Linked DNA regions of Sus scrofa: regions 1, 2 and 3 are each linked to region 4. The links are chromatin contacts, called in public Hi-C and HiChIP or PLAC-seq maps. All regions are on one chromosome and are shown on one strand. Each heading gives the region's core, a stretch centred on a gene start, on an enhancer-like site or on the middle of the called end of the contact. The rest is flanking DNA. Distances are from core to core; before and after follow the strand shown.

What was found. A called contact is a pair of places that touch in the nucleus more often than the background predicts. HiChIP or PLAC-seq counts read pairs in DNA pulled down with a chosen protein or histone mark.
Region 1: a contact with region 4 is called in a Hi-C map of subcutaneous adipose tissue, with 2.2 times the contacts expected there. The contact joins the promoter of COX17 here to the promoter of B4GALT4 in region 4. A contact is called at or near these places in 10 of 47 Hi-C or Micro-C datasets (fetal heart ventricle, liver, mesenteric adipose tissue and 4 more) and 1 of 2 datasets of contacts at active chromatin or transcription factors (skeletal muscle).
Region 2: an H3K27ac HiChIP or PLAC-seq map of alveolar macrophages shows a contact between it and region 4. The contact joins the promoter of ADPRH here to the promoter of B4GALT4 in region 4. A contact is called at or near these places in 2 of 47 Hi-C or Micro-C datasets (embryonic fibroblasts and subcutaneous adipose tissue) and 1 of 2 datasets of contacts at active chromatin or transcription factors (alveolar macrophages).
Region 3: a contact with region 4 is called in an H3K27ac HiChIP or PLAC-seq map of alveolar macrophages. The contact joins the promoter of MAATS1 here to the promoter of B4GALT4 in region 4. A contact is called at or near these places in 14 of 47 Hi-C or Micro-C datasets (alveolar macrophages, blood, embryonic fibroblasts and 8 more) and 2 of 2 datasets of contacts at active chromatin or transcription factors (alveolar macrophages and skeletal muscle).

What each region holds. Positions count from the first base shown.
Region 1 is chr13:140,583,035-140,585,945 of Sscrofa11.1, forward strand. COX17 (COX17 cytochrome c oxidase assembly homolog) reads left to right here and starts at 1,252. Exons shown (of 3, transcript NM_001348525.1): 1 at 1,252-1,503. The coding sequence starts at 1,397.
Region 2 is chr13:140,679,840-140,682,539 of Sscrofa11.1, forward strand. ADPRH (ADP-ribosylarginine hydrolase) reads right to left here and starts at 1,425. Exons shown (of 5, transcript NM_001244347.1): 1 at 1,134-1,425; 2 at 226-326.
Region 3 is chr13:140,565,642-140,568,341 of Sscrofa11.1, forward strand. It overlaps MAATS1 (cilia- and flagella-associated protein 91), which reads right to left and starts at 1,335. Exons shown (of 18, transcript XM_003132654.4): 1 at 1,066-1,335. The coding sequence starts at 1,189.
Region 4 is chr13:140,968,240-140,970,960 of Sscrofa11.1, forward strand. It overlaps B4GALT4 (a long non-coding RNA gene), which reads left to right and starts at 1,322. Exons shown (of 7, transcript XR_001300547.2): 1 at 1,322-1,423.

The DNA of each region.
Region 1 (2,911 bases), core at 2-2,501, 390 kb before region 4:
TTCTTACATGTCTGACAGGACATGGTAAAGTCTCTGCTCCTGGAGGGGAAGGGGAGATTGCCAGTTACAGTGGGAATTGACATCAGGTTGGCACATGAGTTACCAGGGAGACCAGCAGAGAGGCACTGCCCTCACCGCTCTTTAGATAAGAACAATCTCATTGCTGGGGCCTGGGACAAATATGTAGAAAGGTCAATCATGCACTTAGGGGTTGGTGGAGCAGGAAATGGTGGAGCAGGGAATGTACAAAGAGCAAGAAAACAGCCATCTTGAGGGGCAATACCATTGGCTGGTTTAGGTGATAAGCAATGTTTGATTAACCAAAGTGCGTATCCCTAGACAGCTATTTTAACAATGCCTGGAAGTCCTGCTTTAAAAAATAAGTTCATCCTTCCTCAAACAATTCTCTGCAGGAAAAAAACTTAATGGTTATGTCCATTCTATTGCAAATACTGTCTAAGTTTACTTATTTACCTAGATGGATAGGTATTAACTGAATTTGAGGAATGACAATGAAAAGGCATTTTAAAATTTTACTAACCAATATATTTGCCCTATGATTGGCAATTCATATGGAAATCAATTCAGTTGGAGAGGGAGCTATAAACACTAACTAGCTGAGGATTTAAAGCGTGTGGGTGAGGTAAGGTTCCCAGGCTAGGGGTCTAATCGGAGACACAGCTGCTGCCAGCTTATGCCACAGCCACATCAACACCTGATCTGAGCCCTGTCTGTGACCTACACCACAGCTCAGGGCAACGCTGGATCCTTAAACCACTGAACGAGGCCAGGGATAGAACCCGAAACCTCATGGTTCCTAGTCTGATTCGTTTGCGCTGACCACTAGGGAACTCCTTTGCTACTCACTTTTAACTAGAGCGGTGAAGTGGGGTGGTGAAGGCAGTAAGGCAGATAATGGCAAGCATAAGATGCCGGGCGCTAAGTCTGTTACTCAAGAGGAATTGGCTTTCACTAGTGTTTTTTTTTTTTTTCTGTAGCATAGACAGGTCATTTCACCTTCTTGAGTTTCAGTTTTCGACTTCGAGCTGGGTGTATGGTTGAGAGCTCTCCGAGTTGCCTTACGGGTCTCCTCATTTGTGGGTCCTCTCAATGCTGGTCTACAAACATCGCTGCACTTTACCTGGGCTCTCTGCACCTGCGCGGAAAAGGCGCCCTAGCACTAAGGCCATCATTCGGCCTCTTCTGCGCACGCGCGTGCCCTTTAAAACATTTTTCCTCTTTACCTCCTCCCTTCCTCCCAGTTCGTCAGAGTGAGAGGCAGGACTTCCTGTTCTGTTTTGGAGCGACTGCCGGAAATAACTGCGGGCGAATCGGCGTGTCCGGAGGCCGGTAGAGTTTGGGGTGGCAGAGCTAATTGCAGCTTTCGGCGCGAAAAATGCCGGGTCTGGCGGCCGCAATCCCTGCCCCGCCTGAATCGCAGGAGAAGAAGCCGCTGAAGCCCTGCTGCGCCTGCCCGGAGACCAAGAAAGCGCGCGATGCGTGGTCAGTGCGCAGCCGGGGAGGGGGCGGCGGGGCAGGCTCCGTGCACTGCCTTCGGGTGCCGCTGCCCGGACTAGGGCTGGTCGTGGCCCTCACTTTGCCGCGGGGCTCTCTTGAGGGTTATAGACCTGGGTAGGCTTCGCAGTCAGCTGTCTGTAGACTGAGCTCGTAGCTTACCCTGGGGAAAAGGTTGAAGGGATCAGAGAGAGGTCAGATTGACCCGCCGCGCTCAATCCAGGCATTCCTTCCTACAAAAGGTTTTTCATCAGCTGTTATGGGTCAAACATTGCTTTAGGACCGAAGGCTTGTAAACGGATGGATGCTACTTGATTTAAAGAAACACAGGAGTTCCCGTGGTGGCTCACCGGATTAAGAACCCGACCAGCAGCCATAAGGATGCAGTTTCGATCCCTGGTCTGTTCAGTGGGTAAAGGAGCCGGCCCTGCAAACTGCAGGGTAGGTCGGTCGCAGATGCCAATGGGATCTGTGTGGCTGTGGCTGCGGTGTAGGCCGGCATATGCAGCTCTGATTCAGCCCCTAGCCTGGGAACTTCCATATGTCCCAGGTGCGGCCCTTAAAAAAAAGTAAAGGGAAACAGTTAATGGAAACGTTTTTCAATGATTGCTCTACTATGGTTTATGGGCCATGATAGAAGACTTGGCAAAATCAGAGTTCCCTTGTGGTGAGAGGGGTTAAGGATCCCACGTGGTCTCAGCAGCGACTGCCGTGGGGCGGGTTCGATCTCTTTTCGGGAAGTTGCACATAGTTCCCCCGCGGCCAAGAAAAAAAGATTTATCAAGATCAAAGAGTAAAAGTTTTCCGGTTTTCTGGTAATTTCTCCCCGAATTTAGTCATAGTAGGGTACAAGGTACATTTCTTAACGGTACAGAAAATCCCCTAAACTCTTCCCCCCACCGTTTTAGGTAGATAATTTAAAAATCAACTAGGCTATAACATATGTGACACTGTAGTGTTCAGAATTGTTTATCTAAATTACCATCAACCTGCAAAAGGTTTTCATTTCTTCTTACTGTATACAGCCTCTGTTGTGGAACAAATCTCAGAAGGAATCTTCAGATAATGTGAATGTACACCTCTCCCTCCAGTCCCTTTTTGTCCTCACATAAAAAGTAAAGAAATCATAAGTGACATAGTGGGAAAATATGAGTGGTAGGAGCCAAGTGCTTTTTGTTAATATCCACTACTGTGCACATAATACTGTTAAGGGAGATTCAAAAGACTACGATCAGATACTATGCTTCCACATTAACTGTTAAGTGCTTATTGAACCTTCAGACCATATGATATTATGATGGAGCCTGGGATCTAGTGTCAAGGTTTGAATCCTGGGGCGTCAACTCTGTTACCTTGATCGAATTATTTAACATCGTTGCCTCCTGTCTGTAAAATG
Region 2 (2,700 bases), core at 175-2,674, 290 kb before region 4:
CTAACACTCCCTCCATGAATCTAAGTCCCAATAAAGTGCCATTTTCCATGCATTTCCAGTTCCCCATTGTGCTCTATTTCCTGTAGCACCCAGTCTGGAAGCCCTTCACCATCTGCCCCCACTCTACCATCCACACCATTTGCACAGGCCAAGCAAACACTTTTTTAAAGACTGGTGGACTAGTTCATCCTCCCCTCAGCTCAAGCTCTTTTCCCCTCCTCTTACCTAAAGCCTATTTACTCAGGGTTAAGTTCAAGTTCTTAGGCTTCCAGGAGTCCTTCTCCAGGTGCACTGCCGTGGGCCAGGGCATGAAGGCTGGCAAGCAACTGAGAAGAGTGAAAGATGAAGACAGACTGAGCGGACCATTACCGAGTTACTGATCATGCTTAACTTCTTGGCTCACAGAAGTTATTTGTAAAACATTACATATTTTATTGTTTATAAATGATGGCTAGAATCTGGAGTTCTGGGCTAACAGTCTCGGCTCTGCCCAGAATCAGGTGTGTGATTGTATAGCAGCCACCCATCCTGGATTAGATTTTCTCACCGGTAAACTGGATTGTGGGGGAGGAGGAGCGCTATAGATGCAGCCTGGGCTCCTGTCCAGCGTTGCGAGCTTCAGAGACCAAGCTTAGCTGGTTTAGGAAGACCAGCTTTTAACCCCCTGTACCCTCTCTACCAAAGCCCTCAACTTCCTTTTCGTGAGTTGCCAGCAGGGCTGGGGACGATGACCATGTATTTCTTTCTGAAGGAAATTTTCCTCTAGCTTTTACGTACTGCTCTGGCCTCCCGCTCTCAGGATGCTGTTATTCTTTAAACTCCTCTAACTTTTAGTTTACAGTCTCATCCCCGAACTACAAGTTCAAAACTGCGGTCTGGGCAGCAGCTTCCGGACAGTCCGCAGCTTTTTTGAGGGGTGGGGTGCCTGGGAGTGGGAGACACGCCCGGCCCCTACAGGAGGTGGAGGTGGCTCCCCGGCTACCGCGGGGGACGAGCGCACATGAGGGAGGCGGACGGGTGTAACGGGTCGCCGGGGGCGCGGGGACCTGGCGAGAAGGGTGGGGAGCGGGGAGGACCGGGTCGCAGCGAGAAGAAGAGCGCGCAGGCGCTGGGGCTGCCGGCGGGGAGGGTACCTGGCGGCCTTGGTAAGAGCAGGGAGCTCGGGCCCGGGCGCCCGGAGGTCACGGCGCGGGGAGGGCCCCGCCCCGAGCCGAGCCGAGCCGAGCCGAGCCGAGCGTGGGGAATCCGGGTGGAGCGCGCCGCCGAGTTCGGGGACCGCGCTCGGGTTCGGCTGACCTGGGCCAGTTTCCGGCGCTTGCAGCTGCGCCGGGCTCGGCTTGAGCGAGTCGCGGGGGCCCCTAGCGCCGGGTCAGGGCGGCGAGACCTGCGCCTCCCACCCCCTTCGGCTTCCGAGGCACCGCGAAATGGCGGGGCTCCGGCCCCCGCTCTCGTGAGACTGTTGGGCACTCTCGTGTGACCTCGGGTGGAGGCCTCAGCCTCTGCTGGCATCGCGCCGCTGGGAAGACGTTACCTCGCGGCGCCTTTGTCACGCTTCTGGGTCTCGCACCCTTAAATTGGGACAATAATAGTACCTGTCTCTTAGGGTGGTGGTTAGGGTTGAATTAAGTAATTTTAACTCTGTCGTTTATTTGGTAGCAGAATAGGACTTTTTCATTCTGATAGTAAATAAAAGCAAAGAAAAAAGTATTTTGTCTGAATAAATTAATGTCACCTTAAAAGAATCACCATATGTAGAAATTCTATGGCCTTCCCCATAATTTTAGTTTGCTATGCTGTATCTTTTTCGCTGCAGACATTAAATACCTGCTGTGTACCAGATGGATGCTAGGCCCTGACAGAACCCTGCCTTCATGGAGTAGACCCAGCCAAATGATCTCATTTTAGGCTGTTGACTTACGGTTTTTGTTCTTAAATAAAAAAATTTTTATGATAAAAATAATGCACACTTCCAGCAGAAAAGCTGTGAAAACTTATAAGAATATCTCATAAAAAATACCCTCATGGGTTCACAAAATAAATGTTCCTGGATTTCTTTGAAGAGTTGTTTTCCAAAGCAGAAAATTAGAATAACCTCAGAATGTTTACAGGGGAGAATGAGATTTCTTCTCCTAAGTTATGGCATAATTACGGAACTTTTCAAAAAAGGTAGACATTTAAATCAATAGGCTTTGGATAAATAATCAGGCTTACAAGGGAAAAGTTTGAAAACATTTCATTAAGTAAAAAAAAAAAATCAAGTTTTAGAATGAAGAATATATTTATGTGAAAAAAACTCTGTGCGTGTGTGTAAATTGACAAAGGATACACAGCCAATTGTTAATAACAGTTATGATTACCTTTCAGGGAGAGTTTGCAGGGAATAGGGAGAGAAATAAGGGGAAACATAATCTTTCACAGTAAGAATTTTTATGTTATGTGTAGAAAGAAATTTTAGAAGAAATAGAAACCACCCACATTACACCACTCCCACTGTAAATACTTAGTCTTTATATTATGCACATTTTAAAAAAATCAGATCATTTCGTATATACAATTTTAGATCCTTTTTAACCACTGAGCTTTCACATTGTAAGCATTTCACTCCGTCATTTGTAATAGTATTATTACTATAATTGAATCCAAATGTTCAGATAAGGTAATGCCTCTAGGATTAATTCCCTTTCACACTGATACAAAGAA
Region 3 (2,700 bases), core at 85-2,584, 400 kb before region 4:
TGGACATAGTTTATAAACAATACTTTAATGGTTAAGAATAAGCTTGAAGAAAAGAGAAAGCTAAAAACAAAGATGAAATAAACTGGCCCTTCCTTACCTAGATGCCAAATTTGGAAGAGGCCAGAGAATGAGAACTGGAAGGGCATTTTATGCAGTTTGAATGTGGGAGTGTTGAGTCAGTCTCTGAAACCAAGCAGGATGCTATAGGGCTCCTTGATGGATACAAATCCTTTGTGTGCCCCCAACCCCCCCCTCCTTCTTGTTTGTAGGAAATAGGCTTCATATAGCCTCCTTGACCTTACCTGAGTTTCAAAGAGCAGATTCAAACAGTGGATAATGAGAAAGGAGGGGATGCAGAGACAAGTCAGGAGAAGTCAAGAAACACTACTGCAGCCTTGGGGCAAGATCCTGGTTCCTCCTCAAGAAATATACAGAACATTATCTTTGAGCTCTTCTGCAGAACTAAGGCCCCCACCCAGGTGATCCAGATGGCAATTTCAACACAAGATGGCTGAAGCATCCCTCTGTGACCTCAGGAAAAAAAGTCACATACCCTTCAGCCTTCACCCTAAATATTGCTATTGAAAACTTTTTCCCCAAAACCATCAGGGATTTCGGGGGGGTTTGAACCAAGCCACTCTTGCTTGGCCCTACAGTAAACCTTTTTCTTTTGGTTTGTTTGACCTCACTGTGAGTGGAGCACCCAAACTTTCTTCAGTAACATTTCCAAGTATGCAAATCATTGGGTACTGTATGGGATACCAAAACTCCAGTAACGGGTTTCAGAAAGATTGCTTTGGGCTGTGCAAATTATCAAGAAAAGCGGGTGAAGAAGAGTCAGGTGTTCCCTACCCCTGCTCCAAGACGCAGCTCACCTGAGTCTTCAGAGATGCCCTAGAGTGCACCACCCAGAGGGCTTGGAGCTGCCCATCCAAGACAAGACAAGGGATCTGTCCTGAGGCCAGTCTTTCCTCCGCTGAGCCTCCTGGCCAGGTCCCACCATCTTCAAAGCCCATCTGTCCCAGGAGTCTACAACTCAGGAGGGAGATCTGGAGCCGCCCTTACCATACAGGAAATCATACGTTCGACTAGCGGAGACGTTGCCCCAGGTCCCCGACTTCCCTCTGCACTGGGTTTGAGACATCTGAGGTTTGGCCTGGGGCTCGGTGATGGTCACAACATGACTCATGGTGCCGGCTCTGCCCTGCAGTCAGCCAGGACCAACTTGAGAGACCTAGCTGTTGTGTGGACAGTAGCTATGGTAACCCCCTGGAAGAGCGGAAACGAAGGGCGGAGCGAGGACAGCACGCAAGCGGAGAAGGGAAGAGCGGAACTAGCATGAGAGGGGAGGAGCCGAGTGACAAGGACGGGGCGGGACGAGGGTCAGGAAAGGCGGGCTGGATGAAGAACCTGGGCGGGGCTAGTGAAGGGAGGGGCGCGGGGCTGGCGACCGGGAGGAAGACGGGGGGATTGCAGGAAGGCGTGGGGCGTGGCGCAGGGGCGGGAGGACAGGAAGTGTGCAGAGGGAAGGAGCGGGAGGGGTGGAGAAAGGGGTTGGGAGGAAAGGACAGCACTCAGAAGGAAAAAGGGGAAAGTAGTAGGCCGGGGGAGGATCTGCTACACTGCCCGCTTCATTCCAGAGGCCAAGCCTTGAGTTTTCAGTTGTACATCCAGGATCAATGCGCGGGGCCCGCAGGCTGGGGAAAAGGCTACTGCTCAAATCCAGCAGTGATTTGCCGGTTTCACTCCGCGACCTCTTTCGGAAATCCCTGGGAAATCTCAGAAAAAAATAGTCGGGGGCTTTCCTTTCGGACATCCCCTTTCCGCGGGGCTTTTTCTGCTAGCTGAGAAAGCTCCTAAACGTTGGACTTTGACACTCTATGAACCCTTGCCCTGGGAATCAGGATTTGGGGTGGGGTGGGTAGTTAGTAACTGTTGATCTGCATTCTGCTACCCCTTTCTGAGCCCTGGGCACTAATTAAATCAGCCGAAGATGATGTGGTGTATTCCGCACTGACTTGCTTTTTAAAACTACTTATTATGGAAATGTCTGTTTTTGTTTTTGTTTCAGGGCCGCAACAGCGGCATATGGAGGTTCCCAGGCTAGGGGTCCAATCCGAGCTACAGCCACGCCTATGCCTATGCCACAGCCACGCAGGATCCAAGCAGGGTCTGCTATCTACACCACAGCTCACAGCAACACCTGATCCTCAACCCACTGAGAGAGGCCAGGGATCAAACAGCAACCTCATGGTTACTAGTCGGATTCGCTGCATCACAACAGGACTCTGGAAATGTCTTAACATAGGCAAGAGTGAATCCACTTTTAGTAATGAGCTGGCGCTAATCATCACGGAGTAAATAATTATCAAGAATTTGCCAGTCCAGTTTCACCTGTCTACTATCTCCTTTTGCTTGAGCATTTTCAAATCCCAGACATTATTTTACCCTTAATCTGCATCTCAAACTGATACAGATTTTTAACATAATTGCCATTATCAAATCTAACAAAATTAATAATTCCTTTATATTTAAAATTTAGTATATATTCAAATTTCCCTGATTGAGTCCAAGATTTTTTTTTCTGATCAAAAGATCTAAAAAATTCTTTACACTTTATTTTGGTATCTCAGGATTTTCATCTAGAACAGTGAATTTCTAATATCTTCAACAATTTCCTTCTTACCTGGGATTCTTCTA
Region 4 (2,721 bases), core at 72-2,571:
TGGTGAAATTAACTTTGAGTACTTGGTTAAGGTGGTATCTGCCAGATTTCTCCAATGGATAATATATCCTCTTTGTAACTGGTAAATAACCCCTAGGGAAATCTTTTTTTTTTTTTCCCCCTTAATAATTTTCAAAAAGAGCTCTCCTGTATTCTGCAGCAGACAATTCCAGTGTCTGATGTCTTTGGGAGTATAAATCTCTTGGTCTTAATTCTGCCCACTGTCTTTTCTTTCTTTTTTTTTTTTTTTTGTCTTTTTAGGGCTGCATCTGCTGGCATAAGGAAGTTCAAAGGCTAGGGGTCAAATCAGACTGTAGCAGCTGGCCTATGATCTACACCACAGCTTTGGCAATGCTGGATCCTTAACCCAGTGAGGGAGGCCAGGGACCCAACCTGCATCCTCATGGTTACTAGTCAGATTTGTTTTCACTGAGCCACAAAAAGAAGTCCCTGCCCACTGTCATTATGTGTGGCCCCTGGAGCTTGGTGATTTTTTTTAAAGATTGTGCATTTGTATTTGTTTGGATTCTGTGGGACTAAATGGAAGATGCACCCTATAAAGTATGTTTCCACTGCTCGGACCTCAGGAGACTGGGAAACTCAGTAGTGCTCTTTCACAGTCTTGGCTGGATGCTGAAGGGGCAGGTTTGGCTCTCCTGTTTGGGTGCCAGATCACAGTGCCAGCAGAGATCTTCCGTGTGCCCTCAGCAAACCCCAGGTCTCCTGCTTAGAGCTCAATGACCCCAGGGTTGGTTCCATTTGCAGTGGGGTGCTTCTTGGAAAATCTCCTATTTCTTAGAGAATCTAGTCTGCTCTCCTGCCAGCCTAAGCAGAACTTTCCATGATTTTTCACTCAAATCATCAGTATAAATATGATTCTGTCTTGGCTTTTTGTATTAATATCTGAAGAAATTTGGTTTTCTCACAACTCAATATTCTCAGTAGTTCTGTGAAATGGGGAAGTCAGTTAATTTGGCACATTGTGCAGTTGAGAAAGCTGAAACCTTTCGTCAGGGTGATGTAAGGTAAATTTATTAACTTCTAAAGCCTCAGTTTCCTACTCCGTAAAATGGGAAGGTTCATCTCTCCTTCTCAAAGTTTTGTGAGCATTTACGAGAATGGGATTTGGGAAGCGTGCAGACCCTAGGGCAGTATTGGCATAAGGTTTTATTACGATCACTCAAAAGATAAGCTGGCGTTTTCCCTCCTGGTGCTTCTTCTGTTGGCCGGGGACGGTTACTGGGTCGATCGGACTCGGCTTGCATAGGACCGCGCAGACGGCCCCGGGGCCCGGCCTCAGCTACTTCGGGGGAGGCGGAGCCAGCCCGCAGGAGCCGCCTCCCGGGAGGCGGGGCGGTCCCGGCTGCTGCAGCTTTTGCCTCCTCCCCTGGCTCCGGGTGGTGCTCTTCGCGGCCGCGTCAGGGGTGAGTACGCTGGGCCTCCGCTCCGCCTGCGCCCGGGACAAGCAATTCCGTGGGGAGGGCGGCGGCTGGCGCTCTATGGGCATCACCGGGTGGCGAGCGGGATCGGTCCCAGGGCCTGGGACGGCCCTCCTGCCTTCCTCCGGGCGGTGGGGCCGGGCAGGGGGCCTGCAGAGGCCGAGCCCTGAGGGAGGCACGGGCTCAGGTGCCGGGGCCACCGCGGCGCTCCCTCTGCTGCCGGAGGGATGGTAGGTGAGATGCTGCCAGGTAGGCCCTCAGGGGTCGTTCCCCCCGCCCCGAGAGCCCACCTCAAGGTTCTGGGGTCGCCACTAGCACTTCTCTCCCCTCCGGGCGCATCAGTGTGAAGAAGCTGCTTCCTCCCTGGAGCCCTATTTCACCAAGGTTTCTACTAGGAAACCCATCTGCTGATACCGACGAGGGGCCTGCAGGGGCCGAAGAGCTGGGGAGGTCGACTGGATTTTAAAGTACCTTGGATACCTGCCCTTAGTCTGGCTCTGCGTCCATCTATGTCGGTCGTATCGGTTGCTGTTCGGTCTTCCATTAGATAAGAGCCAACTCTCGGTTTGAGGGGGGAAAAAAAAGAAGTCTATGAGGACTGAGACTGAGAAAAGGCCTTTGGGTTGGTACCCTTGGGAGAGCACTTCTCAACGGGGTGGGCGTGTGCTGGATTGCAAAGTGTTCGAGAGTGGGTGAGGGTTGAGGACCTGGAGGCGGCCAGGGCACAGGGAGACCTTTCCTGTCCTTTGGTGGTGAAAGGGAGGAGGAAGAAAACAGCAATTTGAAGGTTGAGGGACTTTTTGCTTTTTTTATTTTTTAATTTCTAAATTTCTTTTAAGAAAGGCGAATCACATTGAGGATGCAAGAAAGTGAAGGAATCTTGGATAGTGATGAATAACATTCAGGGTCCAGACTGAGAAAGTGGGCTTAAAAAGGGGCTGAGGGCTCTTCTAGGCACCTGGGCTGAGCTGGTGGGCCAGAGGGCTGGAATGCGTTTCTCTGGCCAGAGATAACGCTAAATGCGACCACAGTTTATCGTTTTGGAATTTTATCTTCTAGAGCAGGGTTGGCTTTTCAACCACATGCAATTGCAAAATTTTAATGTGCCTGTTTGTGTTGTAGGGGAGAAAACCTTTTCCTTTTTTCCTCTCCTAGGTCCTTTAGCTGGTCTAATAATGGAATTGATGTGAAACATAAACAGGAGAAAAATTTAATTTCATACCGGTGGGATTCCATAACAGTATGAGGCTCAAAGAAGTAACCAAAGCAGACAGCTTTCATAT